3 separate regions of the Sus scrofa genome follow, and all the other regions are linked to region 3. Evidence: chromatin contacts called from public Hi-C data. All regions are on one chromosome and are shown on one strand. The core of a region is the stretch at or near the end of the contact, and the rest is flanking DNA. Distances in the headings are between cores, read along the strand shown. Region 1 overlaps PDE3A (phosphodiesterase 3A). Region 2 overlaps LOC106510350 (a long non-coding RNA gene). Region 3 holds the start of PDE3A (phosphodiesterase 3A).

The links. Hi-C and Micro-C count contacts between places; a contact is called where the count stands out from the background.
Region 1: a Hi-C map of fetal skeletal muscle shows a contact between it and region 3, with 2.4 times the contacts expected there. A contact is called at or near these places in 14 of 47 Hi-C or Micro-C datasets (embryonic fibroblasts, epiblast stem cells, fetal heart ventricle and 8 more) and 1 of 2 datasets of targeted methods (skeletal muscle).
Region 2: a Hi-C map of embryonic fibroblasts shows a contact between it and region 3, with 2.5 times the contacts expected there. A contact is called at or near these places in 4 of 47 Hi-C or Micro-C datasets (embryonic fibroblasts, fetal heart ventricle, heart right ventricle and 1 more) and 1 of 2 datasets of targeted methods (skeletal muscle).

What each region holds. Positions count from the first base shown.
Region 1 is chr5:52,481,505-52,485,218 of Sscrofa11.1, forward strand. The region is part of intron 3 of PDE3A (phosphodiesterase 3A); the gene reads right to left. Among named protein-coding and RNA genes, the nearest start is that of SLCO1C1, 170 kb to the left of the region's middle.
Region 2 is chr5:52,883,522-52,887,352 of Sscrofa11.1, forward strand. It overlaps LOC106510350 (a long non-coding RNA gene), which reads right to left. Exons shown (of 4, transcript XR_001308778.2): 2 at 757-1,000. Among named protein-coding and RNA genes, the nearest start is that of PDE3A, 150 kb to the left of the region's middle.
Region 3 is chr5:52,735,846-52,739,238 of Sscrofa11.1, forward strand. PDE3A (phosphodiesterase 3A) reads right to left here and starts at 1,926. Exons shown (of 17, transcript NM_213736.1): 1 at 1,795-1,926; 2 at 1,400-1,764. The coding sequence starts at 1,924.

The DNA.
Region 1 (3,714 bases), core at 1,182-3,681, 250 kb before region 3:
TGCAATTGGGAAGGCTGTATGTATGAGAAGTTGGAAGCAGGGTACAAAAAAAAAAATCAGGATATAAAAGAGGACATTTTAGGAGTTCCCGTCGTGGCACAGTGGTTAACGAATCCGACTAGGGTTTGATCCCTGGCCTTGCTCAGTGGATTAAGGATCCAGTGTTGCTGTGGGCCGTGGTGTAGGTTGCAGATGCGGCCTGGATCCCGAGTTGCTGTGGCTCTGGTGTAGGCCAGCGGCTACAGCTCCGATTCCACCCCTAGCGTGGAACCTCCATATGTCACGGGAGCGGCCCAAGAAATGGCAAAAAACAAAACAAAACAAAAAAATAAAGACCAAAAAAAAGGACATTTTATTCATTCATCAATATCAAATTTTTTATTTTATGAGGTAGTACATGGGGCCTTTAAGAACATAGGATCTAGAGTCTGACTCTGTGTTCAAATTTCAGATCTGCTTCGATTGGGGGAAATTCACTTATCTCTTTAGGTCTTGTTTTCTCATCTCTAAAATGAGGTAATAATCATGCCTGCTATATAGTACTGTTGATGATTCAATGAAATCATGCACATAAAGACATCAGCTGAGTGCTTAGCCCACAGTACAAGTTGGAAAAATACTATGTAGTACCACCATAATTATTGTTTTTACATTGAAAAAGGTTATGTGCACATAGGAATCCATATCATACATGTATATACTACACACACTGGGTCAGCAGTTTCTTTATAAATGAAGGCAGAATTATGCTAGAGAAATAATTTCTCTACCAATAAAAACAAAACAAAACATTAAAAAACCTTGAATAGTTTCACTTTTTTCTTCCAGGTAAAGACAGTCATAAAATGGACTGTGTTCCCCACTCCCATGTACTCATAATAGTTCTGAGATGAATTTTAGGGTCTTAGAAAGTAATTTGTACAGAGGCCCTGGTTTCAGTTAATATGGGTGATTGCACTGGTATGATTTATAATATACCATGTGAAAAGAATTCTCAAAGCAGGCATCTTAGCTCCATTGTTGGGAGTTTTTTTTTTTTTTTTTTTTTTTTCTTTCTTTCTTTCTATGTAGTCATCCTGGGAGGCAAACACAGCATGGGAAGAACATTCTCAGGGTGAAAAGGGAGTTGGGATACGGCAGGGATAAACAGTGTAAGGGATGACACACAAAAGAAGTCACGGGGACTTTTTCTTACCCAGCTCTGGTCCTAATGCTGGGAAAAGATGACTGCTGGGTTTTGGGGAGCTGCCACCCCTCACCCTCCAAATCTTTCTTTTCGATACCAGGGAGCAGTGTTTTAGTCTTTAATGGACTAAATTCATGTAGAAGATGAGCTGGATTCCGTAAATGATCTTTGGTGTATTACTGGTTCTGACCTCAGAGCCAGCAAAACTGCATATGTGTTTATAATTTCATAGGACCCATTTATAATTTTAGACTTGAAGTTGGTTGGGAAATTTTTTAAAAATGAAATCATGTGAAAATTTTGCAGTAACTCATTGTAGGCTGAACCTTGGCTAAATGTCATCCTAAGGAAGCAGATGTTTGCTTATTTTAATTTTCTGGCAGAGAATATGAGTTGACATTTGGATTTGCTCCTTAGGATAATACATATGTACAGTAGGAGGAAAATATATAGGGCCCTTCATCAAACTGCTTTCTTTCTAAAAACACCTCGGCTGGCTGACCCACTGTGAGACACAGCAAACTCCAGCAGCTACCAGAATTCTTAACTTCCTTCTCTTTTGATGTTCAAAGAACATTCCATGTCACCATATAGGATGTAGTACATGGCCTTGTGTCCTCCTATATTTCCTTACAATCTGTCTGCAAATAAGCCCAAGCCCAAAACTGTTTAAAAACAAAAACAAAAACAAAAAGCAGTCCTTCTGTTTATATTTTCTAAGATCTTTGAGACACTAGCAAAGTCACTCAATATCCTCAAAAAAACAATTGTCAGAGAATCTTGTTTTATTATTTAGTAAAGAAGACATACTTAAGAAATTGCTTACTCAAGTAAGCACTCCTATCTCTAAAAAGATAACCTTAGCTGTCTTTGACTTCCAGGCTGGTACTCCCTAATTATAAAAGATGAAGTGGCTGGCAAAGCTAGGAGGAATTCAGGTAATGGACTATTCTCGTGACTGTTGAGGCAGATGAAGCTGGCAAGGCTTGGTTAAGTATAGGTTGCTATGTAAATAAAAAGCATTATTGTTTCTGTTAGTGGAAGAAACTGGATTCTCTGAGCGTGAGCTTCTAAATATTACAGAAAAAAAATCAGTCTTTGAAATAAGTATGAACTCACAAAGGTGATGAATTTCGATGGTCTTTTGTTTGCTGAGTTTTAAGAACTGCTATTAAATTTGATCTTGAGGTTTCTCTTTGCTTAGCCTAAAAACAATTTCAGTGAACAACAGATGGCAGTCTTCTGCCTTTTAAAAAGAACTCCAACTGTCTAAACAGCTTTTTGAATGAGTGCTGCTCACTCATTAGCAGGCAGTTTGGTTTCTTTTGTCACAGAAAAAAAAGAACAAAAACTAAAACCGAAACACAAAACCTTACATTAGACTATTGGCAGGAAAGTAGAAAAAAAAATTAAATTGTGTTAAATCCCTCAGGATCACTGTTAAAGTGAAACTATAATTACACCCTTAAGAATCTGTCTGAATTACAAGTATTTTGGCTCTGTCACCTTTCTCCATTTTTATAAGCCACCCATGGTACACATGACCCATTTCCATACCTAATTTGATTTAAATTTTCCCACATGTCATTTTCTATTGTGATTAAAATATGCATAAAACAAAACCATCAATAGGCACATTCTAACACCAGGGTTTGAGGAGCTTCACTGACATTTGCCTTATCTCCACTGTGTTATCCCCTCTCCTTTCCACCTCACATGCAATGGGCACTTATCTATGCTACTGATTTGCTTCCAACTACTGCTGACCCTGGAGATCTTCCCTGGACTGCTGTGTGGGCATCCCAACTGATTACCATGGGAATGCCTATTGGGGCACTCCTGTACTTCATCCACTGGAAGCACTAAAACCAAAAACAAACAGAACAGGTGAAAAGCCCTGACAGCTCTAACTCCTGGACATCTTACATCTCTGACCAGTTCTCATGTGCATTCGTAGGACCTCTCATTGCATTTGAGATGGTTTTCAATTCGACTTTTGGTGTATGATCATTTGATGAAAGTTCATCTTCCTCTTTTAGGCTGAAAGTTCTAGGAGGACAAAGGCCATGCTACTTTTCATTCACCAGGTTAACAGAGCCTCAATTAGTATGTAGTACTTTTTAGGCACTCAATGATATCAGAAATGGTTAAGTCAAAAGTAGCATACTCTAAACCTCCCAAGACATGTCAATTTCCTCTCTCCAGTTCTATGCCTTGAAGAAATGCAAAAAGACAAACCAATTATATTGTTCTTAAACAAACAAATTTTCTAGAAGTCATCCCAAAGCATTTAGCCTTCCAGCACAATTTCATGTTCTAATCTTAGTTAAATAAAAATATACAGAACTATTAGACTGTAATACTGAAATCATGAATAAAAATTTTATTCAGCAAACTGATTCTGGAATAACTACTATCTAGAAAATAGTGAAACTGCCAAAAAGAAGTAATAGTACTGATAAAAGAAAGCAACTTTACACTTTTCTATAATCTGGCACATATATGAAAAGAGTAAGCATAAGAGTAGG
Region 2 (3,831 bases), core at 1,075-3,574, 150 kb after region 3:
TTGGAGCAGGTCAGACATCTCTTTCTCAGTTTCTTACTCTGTACGAAAAAGTAATCTCTATTAAATGCAAAAGATTGTTGTGAGGGTAAAATAATAGTTAAAAATGTTTTTGAAAACTTAATGTACTACTACTTAAAGATGTGATAAAATTATTAACTCAATTGGGAAGCAAAGCTGTGTGATGAGACAAAGACCAAGCTTTAGAAGGAGATAGGCATGGAGTCAAACCCTAGCCCTAAGACAAGGCAGAAAATGGAAATAATGCTATTTAATTTACAAAATCAAGGTGGGAATTAAAATTGATGTATTTAAAAAGTCTAGCACCTAATGCAGGATGATGCACAGAACTCTTTATTTACTGCGATATTTTGGCACGTGACCATTAGAATTGTTACTTTCTTCCATTTTTTAAAAATATACCTCAGTTTTTGAATCTGTAGAATGGGGAAAATATATTGTAAGGGGCTTTTTCAAAAGGCTTCCTGAGAAGTCCTGCATTAATTACAGATTGTGAACTCCGTGCAAAAGTTCCGATTGTCACATCCTTGAGGGCAGCACTGTGACATTCTTTATTAGATTTCTACCTGGTCAATTCTGAAGAGAGAGACAGAAAAATCACATTCAGGAAAAGTTCTTCAGGGCAGGACACCAGAGGAAAATAAGAATAATGAGGTAATACAAATGGTAAAGTAAACCAGGCAAAAGACCAAGAAATTCCTTGCAAAGGGAGACTGGAGACAATCAGCTCTCACCTACCTACAGCTTCCAGCTCCTTTCAAACAGCCTGAGACAAAGAACATTCTTCTCTGGCGATTTTTGAAAGTCAAAGCCAAACAATCCCCCTAACTTGCAGTGCGGTTAAAGGACATCCCTTCACTGTTCACGGCTGGCCTCAGACCACTGGCTCTACTGACATCATTCTAGTCATATGATGGAGATGTTGACAGTTTGCAGAGACTTCAGTCCAATTCCACAGTAATCCAGGGTCAAGGTTATTCTCCTAAGCAAATGCAAGTGAAATAATGGAAAGGTCAATTCATTTTATCACAGTTGGGTTGTACAGGCTTTGTGCCTTCACCTAGGGTTCCCAGAACAAGAAGTGTTCTCTCTCCTCTCTCCTCTTAAGAACTTTTGGTATTTTGAAATAAAAAAAAACTAAGCTTTATATTACAACAGCTCCTGTTTTGGCACACTCCGAAGCTGTGTTCTGATGCCCTCAATCAACAGCCTCTATCCTAACAGTTCTTTATCCATTCTAGCTGGCCTGAAACCAATTCTCTTTCTTGACCTCTCATTTAATGCTTTAGAAACAAAATGATACTTTATGAACCAATTAACAAATTCAGCTGTATTTTCTACCACAGAATTATATTGATTTCATGGGACTTCACTTAAAAAACCAATTTGTGGGGATTTAGGTCACCTTTTGATAATTTAACCTACAAAAGACTAATGATATTTTATTGTCTGGTCAAATCTGAACATTCAAGAGTATAACAAAGAGTTATATTATTCTATACCACAAGATCAAAAGGTGATTGATTGTTGTAAGACTGGAATTTTATTACTGCTGTTCAAAGGTATATGATTACCATGAAACAGTGCTACAAATAGAATCATAATAGCTGTTATTTATGTCTATAGATATCTATATTTATTTATTTTGAATATTACTGCAAAAAGATAGCTCTTCTCCACTCAAGGCACTAAATCTTGCACAGTTTACTAGCACAAGAAATGGAAACTTTTGATGGCACACATAGAATTCGGTGTTTATAATGTTCAAAAGGTAAGTTTAATATTTAAATTGGGTTTTGTTTTTGGCCTGGCTATCATTTTCGGGTTTGTCTCTATGCTAGTCAATTGCTGAAGCTCAGATTCTTCCTTGTTTTTCAGTGGTTAATTCTGAGTTAAAGAAAAAGTTTTCTCTTCTCTCCTCCATCTCTCACCCAGGTTTTCTCAAGCTCATTGATTTTGTGGCCCAGGTGACTTTTGATTAATCTTTTCCTCATAGTCTTGGCTTGCTTTATCTAGTTACCATATTTAAAATCTGTATTATAGACACTAGATCAAGATAAAGTTTTCTAAAAGTAGTGCTGATGACATACTCTCTCACTAGCACAGAAGGGCTGTGGTTTTCCACCCAGCACAGAGGCACAAGAAACAAGGATCCTTTTCTGCGCTGGTTCCAAAAAGAAGGTCTGAGGCTCTCAGGGTTTCCTTGTCTCTCTGTGATCACACACATATTGCTAATGGCCCAAGGCACTCATACACGTCCGGGAGCTCTCCAGCCTTCTCTTGAACTAATTCCTTCCAGAGCATCTGTTCAAGTGTGACTCATCACTTTACAAAGCCACTGCCTCCCCGCACTCCTGCTGCCAAATGCAGAGGGCATGTCTTTCCCATTGGATTCCTGCCATTTCTTTCATACATTTGACGTAATCCTCTTCCCCATTGTTTCTGTGCATCAGCTTGTACAAAATTAGAGACAAAAAAAAAAAAAGTAGAGCAGAACCTAAAAACCTACAAAATGACTCTGCTGAGATTCCTTCGGTTATCCTGGGGTTCCTTTGGCTGTGAAAGTCTCTGCCAGTTTGAAGAGGGACTTTTATTTCTGTTTATTGGCATGTTTGTTTTCGGTGGGAGAGTGGGATGTTCTAAGGCTTCATATGATTTAGAAAAGAAGAGAGATAAGAGAAGATATAAAAAATATATATTTAGACATGCTGAAGAAGTAAAAAAAAATTTAAATAAAAGAATTGGACATATTTAGTCAAATTTACCATCTGAGCAGACACTAGACCTTACTAGAGATTTCGTGGCAACAGAAATATTCATCATATCCTGTCTCTGCCTGGACTTTCCTCCATTAATTATCCCTTCTCTTCTCAGTACTGTCAACCTTTTCCTTTTCACTGGCATCTTTCCCTTAGTCTATAAACATGCTCAAGTCTCTCCCATCTTTGAAACGAATACTTCCTCAACTCTGTCTGCACTCTAGCTACTGAACCTTCTCCTTAAAAATATTTTTTAACTTAAAAAAAATTATTTTTTCTTTTTAGGGCCACACCTGGGGTATATAGAGGTTCCCTGGCTAGGGATCAAATCGGAGCTGCAGCTGTAGGTCTACACCACAGCCACAGCAACTTGGGATCTGAGCCACATCTGTGAAGTATGCTGCAGCTCAATGTGGGAGGCTTAACCCACTGAGCGAGGCCAGGGATTGAACTTGTATCCTCATGGATACTAGTTGGGTATCCACTAGTTGAGCCACAACAGAAACTCTCTAAAAATAGTTTTTAAATAGCCCATCTTATAGAACAAGTGACCTATGTACACTGTTTCTACTTCCTAATATTGTCCTTTCCCCTTATTGATTACAATCCCTCCCATCCCTACATAATTGCTATTCCAAAGGGAGTGTCTATTTTGCTAATTCCAATTTTATTATTCAGTACTCTTGGAGACAAGTGAATGAAAACAATTCCAGGTGAGTTAAGCCAAAAGAAAATTTGTTTATTTTTAGTCTTTATTTGTCTTTTTTTAGGGCCGCACTCACAGCATATGGTGGTTCCCAGGCTAGAAGTAGAATCAGAGTCGTAGCTGCTGCACTATGCCACAGACACAGCCACAGCCACAGCCACAGCAGATCCAAGTCTTCATTGATACTAGTCAGATTTGTTTCCACTGAGCCATGATGGGAACTCTCAAGAAATTTATTTTTCTTATTGTGGTTATTATATTACTTAGCTCCTTTACCGAAAAAAAATTCGTAGTTACAGCCGACTTCATTCAAGCCCAGTTGAACTAGGGCTTACCATTACTTTCTTG
Region 3 (3,393 bases), core at 676-3,175:
TCTAAACAAAAAGCTAAATAAGTACATTTGTTTTAAAGCAAACATAGAGACTATGATGCTGTCATCCATTCTGCTAAATAATGTCAAACAACCACATTCTGTGTAATCAACTCCATTTCAGAAACAAACTGGCCACTACACCATATGGTGACTGCTATTTCTTAGAAATACCCAAATGATTATCCACAGAATAACCTAAAAAGAAAAAGCTCACTATGTCTTAGAGTAGTCTCTCACTCCCTAAAGTTGTTCTAATAGCACCACAGGTACACAAGCATAAATTTAAATGGGAAAGTGTAAATTTCCATTTGCTGTACATAACCAGCTCTCTGCCACCCCCACCCAAGTGTCAAATCTGCTTGGAGTAGAGAGGTGAACACTAAGTATTCCTTTTCAGATACAATCTGCATTTAAAATTAGGATTTGTTCCTTTAATGCCCCTTATAGCAGCTATAAGGGTCTCAAAACACTTAATGATAATAAGGCTACTGGTCCCCAAAATTCACTGAACTTTTATCCGGAATAACTTCACTCATAATACTAGATTCCTCCTCCTCCCTGAAATACTTATATCACCAGATTTAAAAATACTCTCCTGAATTAATATTTCCTGCATAAATCCATTTGAATTTCTAAATATTCACTTAAGTATGTAGATACATAAGAGAAATGTCTCTTTTTAGTTTACATTAAAGCACAGTCCACAATTTTGACAAATTCTGATGCGCAAGAAAAACTATTCCCCAAATTGAAGTTTATAAACAAAACAGATTAGCATGTGATAATGTATGTCCCCAAATTACATTTAAAAACAAACTGGGCACCACCAAACACAATCTCCTCAATTAAGACACTGCAAAACCAGAAAATAATCAGTACCTCACTTCAAGTATTCTTTGTTTGTACTCTAGAATATTTTTACTGACTTCCATAAACGTTTACCTGTCCCTTTAGAGGAAAGAAATTTTATAAAAAGAAATAGAAACCTAGTAAAAATCCAAGTCTTAAAAATCACCCACTGCTTAAAAAAAAAATTAAAATAAATAAATAAACTTAATTCGAACATTTCTGCTAAAGGAGGAAAGTATGTGGGCACTTAAAAGTGCAAAGGCGCCATACGCCAGGTGTAGCAAATCTAAAAAGTTGGCCCAGCTGTGGAAGACCCTGCAAATGCCATCTAGTTTTATTACTTATTCGTGTTCCTGTTGTTCAAGGTTATAAAATATTGCGTGAGAGGAGGGGGGAAATTCGCTAGTTTCCAACTAAGGCTGAAGTTAGAGCGCTTTTCTAAGCTATCTTTCCTTCTGTTCCCAGCGATCGAATCCCCTCCACTTTGTGATGGATCTCAAGGGTTTCAAGTTTTCCCCATAGGCGCGAGAGAGGGGCTGCCGGCGCTTACCTGTTCTCTCGGTATGCAGGGCAGAGAGGTCCTCCGATGGGACTTGCTGCTACAGCCGGACATCTCGGCGGACACCACGGAGCTGGACCGCCTCCTCCTCTTAAATACCGGGATATCTTCCTTGGTCCCAGCAAGCAGCTGGGACCCAAAATGCTCCCTCGGAGCCGCCCCCGCTGACTGCGGCAAGATTTGCTCCACGTACCTGGCCAGGAGGATCCCCAGCACGCCGGCCAAGTACGCCAGGTAAGGTCTCCAGGCGACCTTGAATCTCTCTAAGGAAATGAGGGACACCGTCCTGACAGCGCTAGTCAAGGCGATCATGAGGACGCCCAGCCTCAGCCTCAGCACCAGCCATGTCGCGGCGGCCAAGCAGCTGAGCACCACCCCCGCGGCGGGGAGCGAGAGTAAGTGATCCTCCCCGACGCCCAGCCCAATCTGGACGAGCGCTTCCCCCCCGCAGCAGGCGGCCAGCAGCGCGACGGCCAGAGGCAGGCGCACCCCGGCGCGCAGGAGGTACAAGCCCATCCAGAAGAAGGCACAGAGGAGACTGAAGAGCAGCGCCGAGGGCTGCAGCCAGGGGCCGAGCGGCGCGCCGCCCCCGGGAGCACCACCCCGCGGCCCCGGGAAGACGCCCCCTTCTGCGCCCGGGGCCGCTTCCTCCTCCTCCGCCGCCGCCGCCGCCTCCTTACTCCGCTCCAGGTCACAGCCGATCTCCCCGCGGACTAGCCTCACCAACAGCGCCAGCAGAAAGGACAGGGAGCCCGCGTACAACGCGGAGGAAAGTTTCCGGCAGCGCCGGAGCGGCCGCAGCACCAGGTCTCCCCAGCAGCCGCGGCAACCCGAGTCCCGCGGCGGTGCGGTGGCGACGCGAGGGTGCTTGTCCCGGCCATCTGCGGGGGCCGGCCTCGCCTCCCCGTGGCCGGGCTTAGCCCCGACGCGCGCGGCCTTGCCCGGCGCTGCCATGGTGCGCCCTCTTCGCGGAGTCCCCGAGGTCCCCCAGGCACTCCCACCCCGCCACACACACACACACACAGACACGCACACACGCCCGCTCGCCCTCCTCCCAATCCCACCCTCGGAATCCCTCCTTCTCCTCCCAGCCTGGGAGCGTCGAAAGTTTCAGCTTTCGGCAACTCCTGGAGAATACTAGATGCTCCAAAGAGACGCCTTCAAGTTAAAAGCTTAGCACAGGCAGAAAGAATCAGACTTCCTCTTTTTCTCTCTTGGAAAAGCTCTGCAAAATTCTCCGCTCCACCCCCACCCCCGACTTCAGTCCTCCAGGGTCTCTCCCTACTTTGGGATTTTTAAAGATTGCCCAAGGTGTCCAGCGCTCGGGGACCGCAGCCACTGGAGGCGCGGAAGGCGCGGGGAGAGCTCGGGACCATCCCGGGCGCTACTGCGCGCGGGGCCCGCGGCAGACGGAGGTCCCCCTTCTCTTCCTTTCAGCAGCTCTTTATCACTCTTTCTTTCTTCTCTGCCGATCCTCCCCGGCACGGCCCCGGGAAGCGAATCGCCATTCCCTGGGGCAGAAAGCACAGCCTCCCCTGCGTCTGTCGGTCCAGTTCATGGCAAAGGGTGGAAAAAATGGAAAACGGGCTGAGAAATAAGCAAGAAGTTGCTAAGTCCGGTTGGAGAGAGACACAGTCCGAGAGACAAGCGGCTGCGGCAGAAGGAAGGGAGGAAGAGAGAGCTGGAAAGGAAGGGAAAGTGAGAAGGGAGAAGGAGATTTGCTCTCCCCCCTCCCACCCACCCCCGCCCCCTTCTTTTTGGTGCGAGGTTGGTAGTGATTTGCAATTTTGCAGAAGGTAAGGGAGTGAAGACGCTGCTTAAAACTGTATTTAAAAAGCAGGCAGCTGGAGCTATCTGCAATCCCGCTTGCTTTCTTTAAGGCAACTCCCTAGGAAAGCTTGCGCAGGCCAGCTCCCGGCCCTCCCCCGGAGGAGGCGCTACTCTCAGCACCAGAGCTCCTTTCCCCAGAGCGGTGCTGCGCAGCC